Regions from separate parts of the Mus musculus genome. Here region 2 is linked to region 1. Evidence: chromatin contacts called from public HiChIP or PLAC-seq data. All regions are on one chromosome and are shown on one strand. Each heading gives the region's core, a stretch centred on a gene start, on an enhancer-like site or on the middle of the called end of the contact. The rest is flanking DNA. Distances are from core to core; before and after follow the strand shown.

Region 1 (6,570 bases), core at 1,369-3,868:
AAGGAAGGAAGGAAGGAAGGAAGGAAGGAAAAGAGAAGAAAGAGAGAGAAAAAGAAAGAAGGAAGAAGGAAAGAAGTTTGAAGTAGATCAAATAGGTCTTTGGAAGGGAGTAAATGCATGCATATAGACAAGGGAATCAGGCCACAGCAGGCTTTCATTAGATGGACTTCATAGGTCTGGTTAGTCACTGGCTCGTTTAATCTATTGTGGCTACACAGTAAAGTAGATGGCTTCTAAACAGCAGACACTCATTTCTGATAGATGGATTATGGAGCCAGTTTCAAGGCAGATTCTGTGGTGGGGAATAGCTCAGTTCCTAGTTCGCAGGCTGCCATCTTCTTACCCAGTGGTCACATGGTAGGACAATGGGGCTCTGTGGACACCAATATTGTTCATGAGGGCTTATTCTTCATCACTTAACACGCTCTAAAGGCCTCTTGTTATTATTCCACTGAGCTGGCATGATTTCTGTGTGGGTTTAGGTTGAGCATAAATAGTTAGGTGAGGACCCATGCAGTTAGCGCAGCACAGAGTCCTGGTGTTTGTCATTCTGGGCTTTGGTCTGTGGACAGCATTATAAAAAGAAACACTTCAGTGCTTAGAAACCTGAAACTAGTAGTATGGTGTGTGTGTGTGTGTGTGTGTGTGTGTGTGTGTGTGTCTGTCTGTCTGTCTGTCTGTCTGTCTGTCTGCCTGTCTATGGAAAGTAAAAGAAATTATACTGGTTTGTTGTGGTCAAGTTGGAACAAACTACAGTCATTTTGGAAAAGGAAACTAATTGAGAAGATATCCTCATTAGATTTCCTATAAGAAGGTCTAGGGGATATTGCTTTTATTAGTGATGATGTGGGAGATCCAGGTCACTGTGGTGAGCTGTCACCCCTGGGTGGTATAAGCATACTCGGTGCAAGTCAGTATAGAGCATTACTCTTTGATCTCTACAGGAGTTCCTGCCCAGGTTCCTGCTTGAGTTCCAGCCCTCCTTGAACTTCAGCATCCTTTAGTGATGGGCTGTGATTCTGACAAATAAGGCGAATAAACCCTTTCCTCCCCACGTTGTTTTTGGTCATGGACTGTTCTATCACAATAGAAAGCAAACCAGACAAGTAACTCTGTAGGGCTTAAGCTGAGTTTGAGGTAACTTCAGATAGAATTTTTGGAATAGTGCTCTCTTGAACTTGGAAGATGACAGATCTCTGTGTGGAAAACATCCCTTCTGTGATTGGCTTCAGTTGAGGAGTTCTAGACCTATCTAGCCCTAAAACTCTCTGAGTAGATTACTAAACAAGACCCAAACAAACAAACAACCACTAAGTCCTTAAAAGAGACATGATCCTGTCATTCCCTCCTCCCTCTCCCCTCCATGCACAATTCAGCAAATACATTCTTTTTCCTAGGCCACTGGTTGTCAGCCTGTGGGTCTCCACCCCTTTTGGGGGTCAGAACAATCTTTTCACGTGACTATCAGGTATCCTGCATATCAGACTTTTACATTTTAATTCATAGCTGTAGCAAAATTACAGTTTTGATGTTGCAATGAAAATAATTTTATGGTTGGGGTCCCCACAACATAAGGAATTATAGGGTCACAGCATCAGGAAGGTTAAGAACAACTGGTCTAGACTTAAATGGTGCACCCATTCCAGGACCCTGCGCCATCTCTGTTTATGTAGACACTGACTGGAAGACCGAAAAGGGAGTCTAGGTGTCCAGGCTCAGTGTCCAAATTGCAAATGGGAAGTCTTATAATTCAAATGGAGGTTCCCTTATGTCACTCCCCAGAGCTCTTATCAAGCCCCATAATAGTGAAATGAAAAAAGTCACTGAGTCAGGAAATAATCCAGGGCAGTAAAGTGGATTTCATTAGGGACCTAAGGCATCAGATGCTAATAAAGTAATGAGCAGCAGGGAGATTAGTATTATTTTCTCTGTGGCCATTTGGAGAGAATGGTGTGTGACAGAGGACTGCATGTCAGGAACTCTGAGCATTTTTCTTACTCTCTGCAGCTTGTTTATATAAGAAGCTCTGTTTGCGCGATAGCCAGTGGAAATGATTATATTGCTGGGAAGTGGATATCATCACAAGAACTTTCTGAATAGGAGCATCTCACTTTAACTTGGCTTTAAAATTCTCAGCAACATTGTACCCTACAAGAACTGCCCTCTTCCAAAGAATAACAGAGAGCCTTTACTTTCTGAGACATGGCGTTGCTTGACTGTTTTCAATCCTGAGCATATTCTACCTTCCCTGGTGTCTCAGACATATGCCTTTTCCCATTTTAATCTCCACTTGTTTCAAGCTAATATTGAATATCCTCCAGAAAGAGGAAAGACCCTGGGGGCTGTTATTTTGACAAGCTATTCCGGATAGGAGCCCCTCTCTTTCCCTGACATTCATTTCTTGTTTCTTTTGGGTAATTAAACACAGAAAAGGTCACTTAGCATTCTGGCAATAACAGGACGTGGGGAGGGGAGCAACGGCAAACAATACGAGGAAGGCAGCACTATTTTTATTTTTCTTCCCGTTTCTCTGGTTATTTCTTGATTATTCGTATGCTATCTGCTTCCTCTAAGACTCTCAAGGCAGTGTAATTTGAAAGCACCCCGGAAACACCTGCCTGTTACTAAGTTTAATTTCTTGGCAAAGCACCATTGCCACACCAACATGAAAATTCGATTTGAGTGCTTCTAAGTTTCAGTGGAATGGAAACTTCGTCTCGCCTACAGCAGCTGTACTCGCTCGTATCTGTTCTCTATTCCAACATTCACTCTGGCTAGCCCCAGGGAGGCGTTTCCCATAATGCCTTGCTGGGATTCCCAGCTAAAACGGTGGTCTATCTGATGCTGCTCCTTTCCATTTCAGTGAGAAACATCTATTTCCTCCACGTGGTCTCCTCTTCCCTTAAGTGACTCGGGTTTGGTGTTAGGATACTGTCAGGTTTGTGGGAGAAAGAAAGACAAGAGCAGCCCCTTCAGCCTCAGCTCAGGGTTGGCACATCAGCCCTTCAACTCCATCCTTGTAGTTTCAAAGTTTAGGGAACTGGTTTATAACCCTTGTCACAATTCCCTGGGAGGGAAAGAGAGGAGAGAGTGAGGGAGCTGTGTGCTATCCGTCTGCTCCAAAGCTTTGGGTCACGTGGCTTGAAGAAGGTTTCAACTCTGGTTTATTTCTGTTGGTTTTGAAAGCTATTTCAAAAAGGGTTTATTGACAAATTTATTTTATCTCAATTTTTGACTCCCTCACAGTCAAGAGCTGCTTCTCACTTACTGTTTGGGCCTCCGGTTGCTCAAGCACACTTGCCATATTGTAAAATAGAAGCATCCTAACCCCAAGGCAGAGACATAAAAATAGTATTTTAGGTCAGGCCAGACCTCACGAGATGATCTCTCCAGTTACCTAGGTTGGCAGGACCCTCCACAGGAGTACATGCAACAAACCCCTAGGGCTTGTTGCAGTTCCTTACCCTTCAGCCTTCATATTCTAACTTCTTATCAGAGAACAGACATCTTCCCCTTTCTCCTTTGCTTTCCCTGCCTGCCTTCCCTCACTGAACGGCAACTTCACACTTCCCTGGTAACAAAGGTGACTCTGTCTGTCCTAGTCCTAGAATCCAGAGGCACACAAGGAGATGGCTTCCACCTTAGAGTGGTCTTCTGATCCAGGAGTTTCCAGAAGAATTCTGGCACAGTAGGGGGCATGGTGGCTGCTTGATGTGCTTTCTTGCTTTGCCTTCATCAACCCCCCTAAGGCCTTCAGACATGTTGAATCCCTCTGCCTATCATGCCTGCTCCATCTGTCTGGTGGAGCTATGTTTTGGGACAGCAAAGGCCATCCAGTGAAGGGCAGATTGCTCTGGGGAGGAGAGATATGAAGCCAGCTCTTCATAGAGTTGCTGGTATTGAGAGCTCTCCACTCTGCAGAGTGGAGTTCAGTTCATACTTCAGGTTTGTAATGAATCTCGCTCCCACCATGACCTTTCCTGGCGATATTTGAAGCTTTGGTTTGCAGAACTCTGTATGGAAGCCTTTTTATAATCAGGATACATCTCCGTGGTTCTCTTGATTTGGTTTAATTCTTCAGTCACAAAGCTGAGAAAAAAGAGGCTGTCTTTAGTTCCCTGGAAATTTTTTTTTTTTCAGAAAGTCACACATAGTCCAATTCCGGTCCTCTCTCTGTAGCTTTCATATAATATCTAGCTCTGTCAGCAGTGCAGTGCTTTGCACACTCACCTGGAGCATTGTGACTTTGGGATGATCTAATAGGTCATTCCTCCTGGGCATTCCTTCTTCTCTTTGACGATTTCTCCATCCACAGAGATAACTTGACTGGGGTCCTGCCAAGCCGACGACTGTTCAAGGTGTCTGCTCTCCGTAACTTTCAGGTATCCTTCTTCACAGAATCCCAGTCACCCTTGAAACTTACCTTCTTGTCAGAAAAGAAAAGGCATTTTGTCTCCATTACTTTCCAAAGGGTAATCTCTTACTCTAATGCCAGTTTTATTTTGATTTTTTTCCTTTTTAATCAGGATTAGTTTGAGATTCTTGAGTCAGGTCTTTCTTAAGACTGTCTAGAAATGGTTATTAGATCTGAAAATTTATAAATACAATGTGTTTATATTTTTAGATTATAGAAACCAAAACTCTACACTACTTTGAACAAAATGCAGAATGTATTGATTCATATAAGCCAGGTATAAGTTAGATACAAGAATTTGACATATATCATATATTACATATAATTCATATATAATTTATACACAAATATAACATGTATATGTGAATAAATATATATGTTACACATGTATATTTATATGTGTGTGTGTGTGTGTGTGTGTGTGTGCTGTAAGTGTATTGTGTGTATTGTGTGCGTGTGTGTGTGTGTGTGTGTGTAGTAAAGTTGGAAGCTATTTCACTGTTTTCAGTCACTCCCCTGCAAATCCACTCTATAGTCTTCCCTGCTCAGAGATTTTGTAGCTTTTTTCATATTTAAACAACAACAACAACAACAACAACAACAACAACAAACCCTGGGCTTTGGGGAGAAAATTTCATTGGAAAAGCCTGAGGTTCCAAGTTTGATTTTTAGCATTTACATAAGGTCAGAGTGTAGTGGTACAGGCCTATGACCCCACTGCCCTGGAGGTGGAGGAGTCATGATCCTTGAGGGTGAAGCTCATAAAATCTTGTAAAATTGGTGAACTTCTGCTTCTGCAAGAGACCCTATCTCAAAAACTGAGGTGAGTCACAACTGTCAAAGACACCAAATGCCAACCTTTGCCTTGCACACATTGTGTACAGCCTACTGCCAAACACACACACAGAGAGAGAGAGAGAGAGAGAGAGAGAGAGAGAGAGAGAGAGAGAGAGAGAGAAACTCATAGTTAAAAACAAACAAAATACCTATTGATTTCATCCTTCTAACAGAACATGAAGCCTCAGGACAGAGGGCACAGAGGTTCTACCATCCCTCCTTCTGGTCTTTCTGTCCCTTGATGGCCTGTACCAGAGAAATCTACATGACTGGTGCTGACATTTCCTGGATGTGGAAGAAGCATCTGGTCCTCTCCATGTGAGAAGTTTCTTGAGATTTGTTTCCTAGACTAGGAAATGCTGCTTTTCCTGAACATTTAAGTTTTTAGGAATCCATGTTGTATTCTCCACTATTAATTACGGACAGCTGGGGGGGGGAGTTAGCCCGGAGTCTTACCTAAGTGTTCTCCATCTACAGGCAAGAAGATGACGCAAACGAGGCTGTATGGCACTTCCTTATCCCTGCTAGGTGGCCCCCTGGTACTTCTGGCCTTATTGCCACCCAAAATGTCACTGCCTACCTTTCGATGGCAGAATACTTCTGGAATCCATTCTCTTACACCAAAAGGCAACTATTAATGTGCAAGGGATGGAAGATTGCATACACAATTTAGCTATTCACGGGTATGACTAAAACCCTTCTTACTGAATGATGGAGTCTGGGCAGTGGGAAAGACAGTGTCTTCTACAGGAGAAGATGGAGCCAGAAAGTTGGGTCTCCCCACAAAGCACATTCAGGGGTAGCATTTGGGGATGCCTGACAATTCTAAATTCAAACTGAGATATCAAAGTATCTGTGAAAGCATAGTTGTGAAGTCAAGGTTACAGAGTATGAGCATCAAGTAAACTAGAGTACTTAGATATGTGATAGTGGTACCTGACTTCAGGCAATGTCAGTTAGCTGGGTGCCCTGATCCTTTGTATAGGGTTATGGGGACAGCTCCTGTGAGATGATCTATTCTGGCTTCTCGTTCAGTGCACTGTCCTGCTTTCAGGAGAAGCAGGGCTTTCTCCACTGACTACCTTCCAGCTGCCCACTAAGGCTCTCAGGGTCACCACCTTTGGTCCCCATTTTTCTAGATGTGGACCAAGTGCCATCCTTCAGCCTTCCCACCCTACCCCCTAAAACTATGCCATAAACTGCAAACATAAAATTTGACCCAATTATCATCAAGAAAGACAGTCATCACTAGAGTCAAGACAATTCATATCTCCATCATCCCCTAAATTTTCCCATGCCCTCTGTGGTCCCCTCTTCTC
Region 2 (5,805 bases), core at 2,405-4,904, 160 kb before region 1:
CGGGCTCCAAAGGCCTAAGTCCTTCGAGTAAATTAGAAGGTCCAGATTTCCTTAAAAAGGGGGATCGGGTACAGACACATGAAAGAGATGATGATAAAGGAAAATAGCACAGGAGGTGGAGGGAGGAGGTAAAAAGGAGGAAGGAGCTCACAGAGCTGAAGACTGAGGCAGATGAACATGGTAAGGCTTGGAAGAAGATGACTGGGCCTGAAGCTAAGCATGGCAGAGCAGAAGGTCCTTTATCTAGCAATGTTAGACAAGAAGCAGTGGCAAGCCTGGCTGGAGTTGAGCTCACCTATAACCCACGTGTGCAGGAGTAACTCAGGGACCCAGGGAGAAGCAGCCTCATTGCCCTGGAGTTTGGATGTCACTGACATTACTGAAAGCCTTTGTGAGAACTGTGGAGTGTGCTAAAGGGTGTTGTGAAGTCTTGGGATTTGAGTTCCTAATCAACTTGATTCAATACACTATTATAAAGGATTAGGAGAATTTAAATTCTCACAGTTCTTCGGTCAGGCTGTCCTCATCCAGGTACCGAGTAGAGCATCTGCCTCCATGCCAGTATTTTCCAGCTTTGGGTATCCCTCCATTCTCATACCTATCTTTTATAGAATTTGCCCACCACCAGCCCAGCTTCCATTTCTCCTTATTTATTATAGCTAACACGAAATGCTCTTCTACACATCTATTCCTCTAATTGCCAGGAAACCAGATAATGAAGCTCCACAGACTTAAGAATACAAGGAAAGGACAGTGCTGCTGAGAATCGGATTGTTTTCCCCATCTGCAAAACGACCCAGCTCTAACTGACCGTGCCATGCTTTCTCTGAATAGAGCAGAGGAGCTTTCATGCACCGGTTTTGTAACACTTATTTTTTTCCCCCATTTTCTTAGTCAAGGCCACATTCTCATGGGGCAAAGTGGCTTAGTTTGTACCTTCTTGGAAAATGACATTATCTAACTTATTTGTTACTCAACTTACAATTCAATCATTCATTTGCATATTATTGAGCCTTTACCATATCACCAGATTGCAAAAACTAATAGATGATCTCTCTCTACAAAAGTTTAAGGGTGAAGGCATTGATTCTCAATCTTTCCTGCAGCCAAGAAACCCTGCAGGACACTGATAAAATCCTATTATATTAGAAGTCAATATTTATTGAGCCCTAACTGCATGCCAGGTTCTATGCTTCTTTCAAACGCAGTTTTTATTCCTCATTTCTTTGAGGTAGTTATCTTCTACTTACACGTGAAGGGATGGAAACTTAAACCTGAATACGTGTGGTTAATGAACATTTAGAAGCAGGACTGGCTTTGAAGCAGCTCACAGTTAAGAGTCTACGTTCTCTCTATTCCTGAGCAATACACAATGCCTCTAAAGCCAGCAGCAAGAACCATACTATAGAGCAGCAGGTTTTGAAATTCAGTGTCACATGCTAGTCATTTGCTACAGTCATTGTCTCATTTAATACTAATGACAGCTCATAAGTGAGTTGTTTCATGATCTGCAGATTGCAGAGACGTTCTTTGCTTAAAAGGTTTAAATAACTTGCCCCAGGGTGCTCATCTGATATCAAAGGGAGGCGAGGTTCAAAGTGCACTGCTGGATACAGCTCTAGATGGTTCCAAAACTCCTTATTCTTCGACCAGGGGGAAGAGACCCAAAGGAACTGTATTTTTTATTTGCAGCAAGTGCAGTGTAAAGTCTAAGGGAACCAGAGGAATTGGTTTGCAGATTGGGGAAAAGCTCACCTATGAGCTAAGGCTTGAAAAGGTGTGTGTGTGTGGGGGGGGGCATGACTGAGAACCCTAGGAAGAGGGCATCATAAATAGAGAGAGTGAACTTAGGAAGGCAGGATCAAGATATGAACAGAGAAGGCCAAGATGGTGAGAGCTGGAGCATCCAAGGCCAGGAATTAAGCAAAGGAATTTGTTCTTTGAAGGCGGCTGTAGGGGGGATCCACTGGGCTTCAGATGTGGGAGTGGTTTCTGGGGTGACCTGCTAGAGGGATGCTTCTGAGAGGGGGTTCAGGAAAGATCAGAGGTGATTGATAGGTGTGGGATGACAGGCCCCACAGCACGTGTATTGGTGAGGAGTGAGGTGACCAGGAAGAAAAAGATGTAGACTATCGTAACCAAGGCTCAGTGTGATGAGAGGCCAGGTTAGGCAGAGATATTAAAAAGAGAAAGAGTGAAAGAAAGACATGGCTGCACTCTAGGAAACCCCCAAGTCTGTGACTCAATGGATTTCTCTGGTTCAAGCTGCCAGGCTGCTGGTATTCTGATCTAGCAGCCCTGGCTAGCCAAAGCACCAAATAACCACAGATGGTCCCTGTGATACCTCTGGAAGGGAAGTGGGAACCAACTGACTTAGTCTGTTTTGGAATAAGGCCTATCCTGGAATGGGATTTTGAGTGGCAACATCAGTGGATTAATGGGGAAATTAGATAGAGAAGGCTAGAAATGGAGAAGACCTAGCAGGGAGATGGTGTCTCCTGTAAGGTGTATTGAGCTTAAAGTGGCGATGGTAAAACCAGGGTAGAGTATTGATCATCAGAGCAAGGTAGAACCAAAAAAAAAAAAAAAAAAAAAAAAAACCAAAACAAAAAAACCAAAAAAACAAAAACAAAAACAAAAACAAAACTTAAGAAAATATTCCTGCAAAGGATGAGGAGCTGCTGAGATTGAAGAGGAAGGATGGTTAGGACCTCCCTCCCTAACCTAGTTGATGTAAGCCATTGCTCATGAAGATAAAGGTACTGAGGATGAAGGTAGGAGCAAGAAAGTAGTAGCCTGCTGTATTCAATAATGTGAAAATGCTGCGTGTATGGAGGACTTGTGCACATAAGGCAAACATATGAACTTATTGTGTTGTCTGTTATGAATGGCATCCTTTCTTAATGCCTCCTTTAGCTGTGAAATCAGCCCTGATCATTGTAATGGGACCCACATGGCTCTTCTTGCAGTTCAGGAAGCGGGCTGTGCCATGTGATGCCACCATTGAGTTTCCAGATTGACTCTTTCCTATTTTATGGTCCTTGGGAGAATTAGTTTATTAACTGTTTCAAGGAAGAATGAATGCCAAAGCCCCCTTTGTATGAGCTGACTTTGAGGGGTAGTTGGGGGGCTTGACTGCTACTTCTTGTTGATCTTGTGTTCACTCCTGGTAGACGTGAGTATGCCTACATCATCACAGCAATAGGGTAATACCTTCCATCTCTTGAGACTTTTGTTTTATCAAACATGTTTACCTGAATTGACCTCATATAATCCTTGCAAGCCAACGGTGTAAAATTCGGGCATGAATTTATACAATCCATCATGGCTGTCGGTAAGAATTCACTTATTTGCTCTGTAATAATTGTCAGACACCTACTTTTTCAGACCCAGCGGGAGTTACATTCTCATGCAATAGGAAAATAAGACTTTCCGTGAATCAAGAGATCTTTATTTAGCCCATAATATGAGCAGAACTCTGGGTTGGGCACATTACAAAAAGATTCAAGCAGATATCAGGCAGGGAGGGCCTCTTAAAGTGTTCTGACTGTGGAGACAAACTGTACAAACTCGAAGTGATGATCAAGTAAGAGGCTCTTACCAGGGTGAATGTGGGAAGGAGAAGCACTTTGGATAGCCTTGGTGATTACTCTGGAATATTCCTTGGAGTTCACTGAGAAGGTGGGGCAGAAAGGAATTCACCCTGCTGGAGGGTCAGGGAGGCTCCCAGCAGAGGGTGCTCTTCTCACCTCTCCACCTGGCAACTTGCTAAACTTTGACTTGCTTGTTGGAAAGTGCCCAGCCCAAGGATTGCTGCTGGCTGACTCAGTGTGCCTGAGGATAAGAGTGGTGTTTCCTTGTGGGGCTTTGGAAATCTCCTACCCATACCAGCGAAGACTTTAGATAGGAACCCAGGGAAATGGGCATATTAGGTATAAACAATTTCCATACAGAGGCCTAGAACTATCTTAAAAATAGCTTCACTTGTGAAGAAGAAGGGAGGGTGGGAAGGAGGGGAGGAAGAAAGGATGGATCAAAAGTTACTCCAACTTATGGGTTAAACTGTGTACCCATTTTTTTCATTGGATGGCCTTGCTACTCAAAGTGGTCCATGGACCAGCAGGATCAGAAAGACTAGGTTCTTGTGGAAATGAAGATTTTCTGTCTTCACTGCAAACCTACTGAACTTTGCTCTGTCTAAAGGCATCTCCAGTAGGCACATTTAAAAGACATCAATCATTAGAAGCTCAGAGCATATTTTAACAAAAACACAACACAGTTATTTATTTAACATATCATAATCCTAGTCATAATGATTGAGGCCTAACCCTCATTTTTTTATTGTTAGGTCTGTATGTGAATGTGCTGTAGGTATAGTGGCAGCCCTCAGAATAACCATTTCACTCTTTACCACCTTCCGCATGGCAATGGGAGCATAGTGCTTTGCCTCAAGCTAGTTTGGGTGAAGGAATCCTCAAATGTGCTGAGCTCATAAGGGTGCTGGGTGCATGGAGGAAAAACCATGGGTTTTTCAATTGGATATGGTTTCAAATCTAACTTACCTCTCAGAGCTCATATCCTTAGAAAATAAATCCATGAAAATAGAGATCTTATTTGTCCTATAGCATTTTTTTGCTTATTATTTGTATAATTTCTAGGATAATCTATTTAGACAATTACTGGCACACTGTTTTTGTTTGCTTGTTTGTTTCAAAAATCAAAAGCAGCACTAATTCCTACCAGCTCTACCACAAGTCTCATGGTGTCCAAAGAGAATAAATCATCTGTCCTCTTCACGACCTGGCTTTCTCATGTGCATTCAGCTGGCCCTGAAGATGGGACTGGAGAACACTTCTTGTGGATGCCAAGTGCACACAGGGATGTGTTTCTATTCTGTCTATCCCTGATTCATCCTTACGTCCCAGGCTACCACTAAAAGTACCAGACAACGGTGTCTCTGAGACCAAGCCTGGTAGCTTAGAGTGATTCCTTTGGGGTTCCAGTTCTTGCCCTGCAGGTTGGCATCCCAGGTGAATTCCACAAGGTGAGAAGTACTAACTCACCCCAGAAGACTGCTGTGAGGCCATGGCTCCACTGAGCACCCTTGGCTGCTAACGTAGAGAGCAGGGCTGGGCTGCACCCTCTTCTCGAGACATTGTAATCCTACTTAGAGACAACATAGAGATCCCAAGACTTAAAAGATGTCCAACAATGACTCATCCTTCTTACCACGAATGTAAGGAAGCCCTGTAGTCATGGGCTCAGTCTTGGCTGGAATGTTACAGTAACTTACACATTATCAAATTAATTTTTTAAAAGCGGTTGTGAAATTCCATCTCAACTTGGCAACAGTGGTTAAGCAATTTTGGCTTTGGCTGGGGGGGGGGTTATTGAAGCTAGAGAGGGTGTTTGTTTTGTGGCTGGATCTGCTGAGGGGCACACAGCCAAGATGGTTAATCTGGGTTTTATTTTTTTGCTGACATAAGGGTTTTACCTGAGCCACTGTGTTTTTTTTCTCCCCTGGTCCTTTCTGAGGCACAAAGGCAAAACAAAAACAAAGCCCAAGGAAAACACGAACTTACTGCTTGTTTCGGGTTTAGTGGCGAGGAATCAAGGTTTTCCATTTCCTTTGCTGGAGTGTAATTGCTGTTTCTAAAACTTGTCTCTGGTCGCTTCGATTCTTTTCTTTTCTTTTCCTTGTGCTTCACAGCTGTGCCTGTGCCACCCAGAAGCCCCCTCCTCCCTGGAGTCATGTTCTTATTCTCATCACCAGTGCCACTTCATGTGTCTGCTAAGTGTCCGCCA

The links. HiChIP or PLAC-seq counts read pairs in DNA pulled down with a chosen protein or histone mark.
Region 2: a contact with region 1 is called in a CTCF HiChIP or PLAC-seq map of pro-B cells, with 5 times the contacts expected there. The contact joins two enhancer-like sites. A contact is called at or near these places in 2 of 15 datasets of contacts at CTCF or cohesin (large pre-B cells and pro-B cells) and 1 of 115 datasets of contacts at active chromatin or transcription factors (large pre-B cells).

Annotation. Positions count from the first base shown.
Region 1 is chr2:124,737,134-124,743,703 of GRCm38.p6, reverse strand. The region is part of intron 2 of Gm39920 (a long non-coding RNA gene); the gene reads left to right. Among named protein-coding and RNA genes, the nearest start is that of Gm34484, 19 kb to the right of the region's middle. Within about 2 kb of position 2,618, at least 56 of the 459 cell types and tissues checked have an H3K27ac peak or open chromatin away from gene starts, as enhancers often do. A contact at or near this core is called in pro-B cells, where this site is marked.
Region 2 is chr2:124,903,155-124,908,959 of GRCm38.p6, reverse strand. No RefSeq gene overlaps it. Among named protein-coding and RNA genes, the nearest start is that of Gm39920, 110 kb to the right of the region's middle. Within about 2 kb of position 3,654, at least 12 of the 459 cell types and tissues checked have an H3K27ac peak or open chromatin away from gene starts, as enhancers often do. A contact at or near this core is called in pro-B cells, where this site is marked.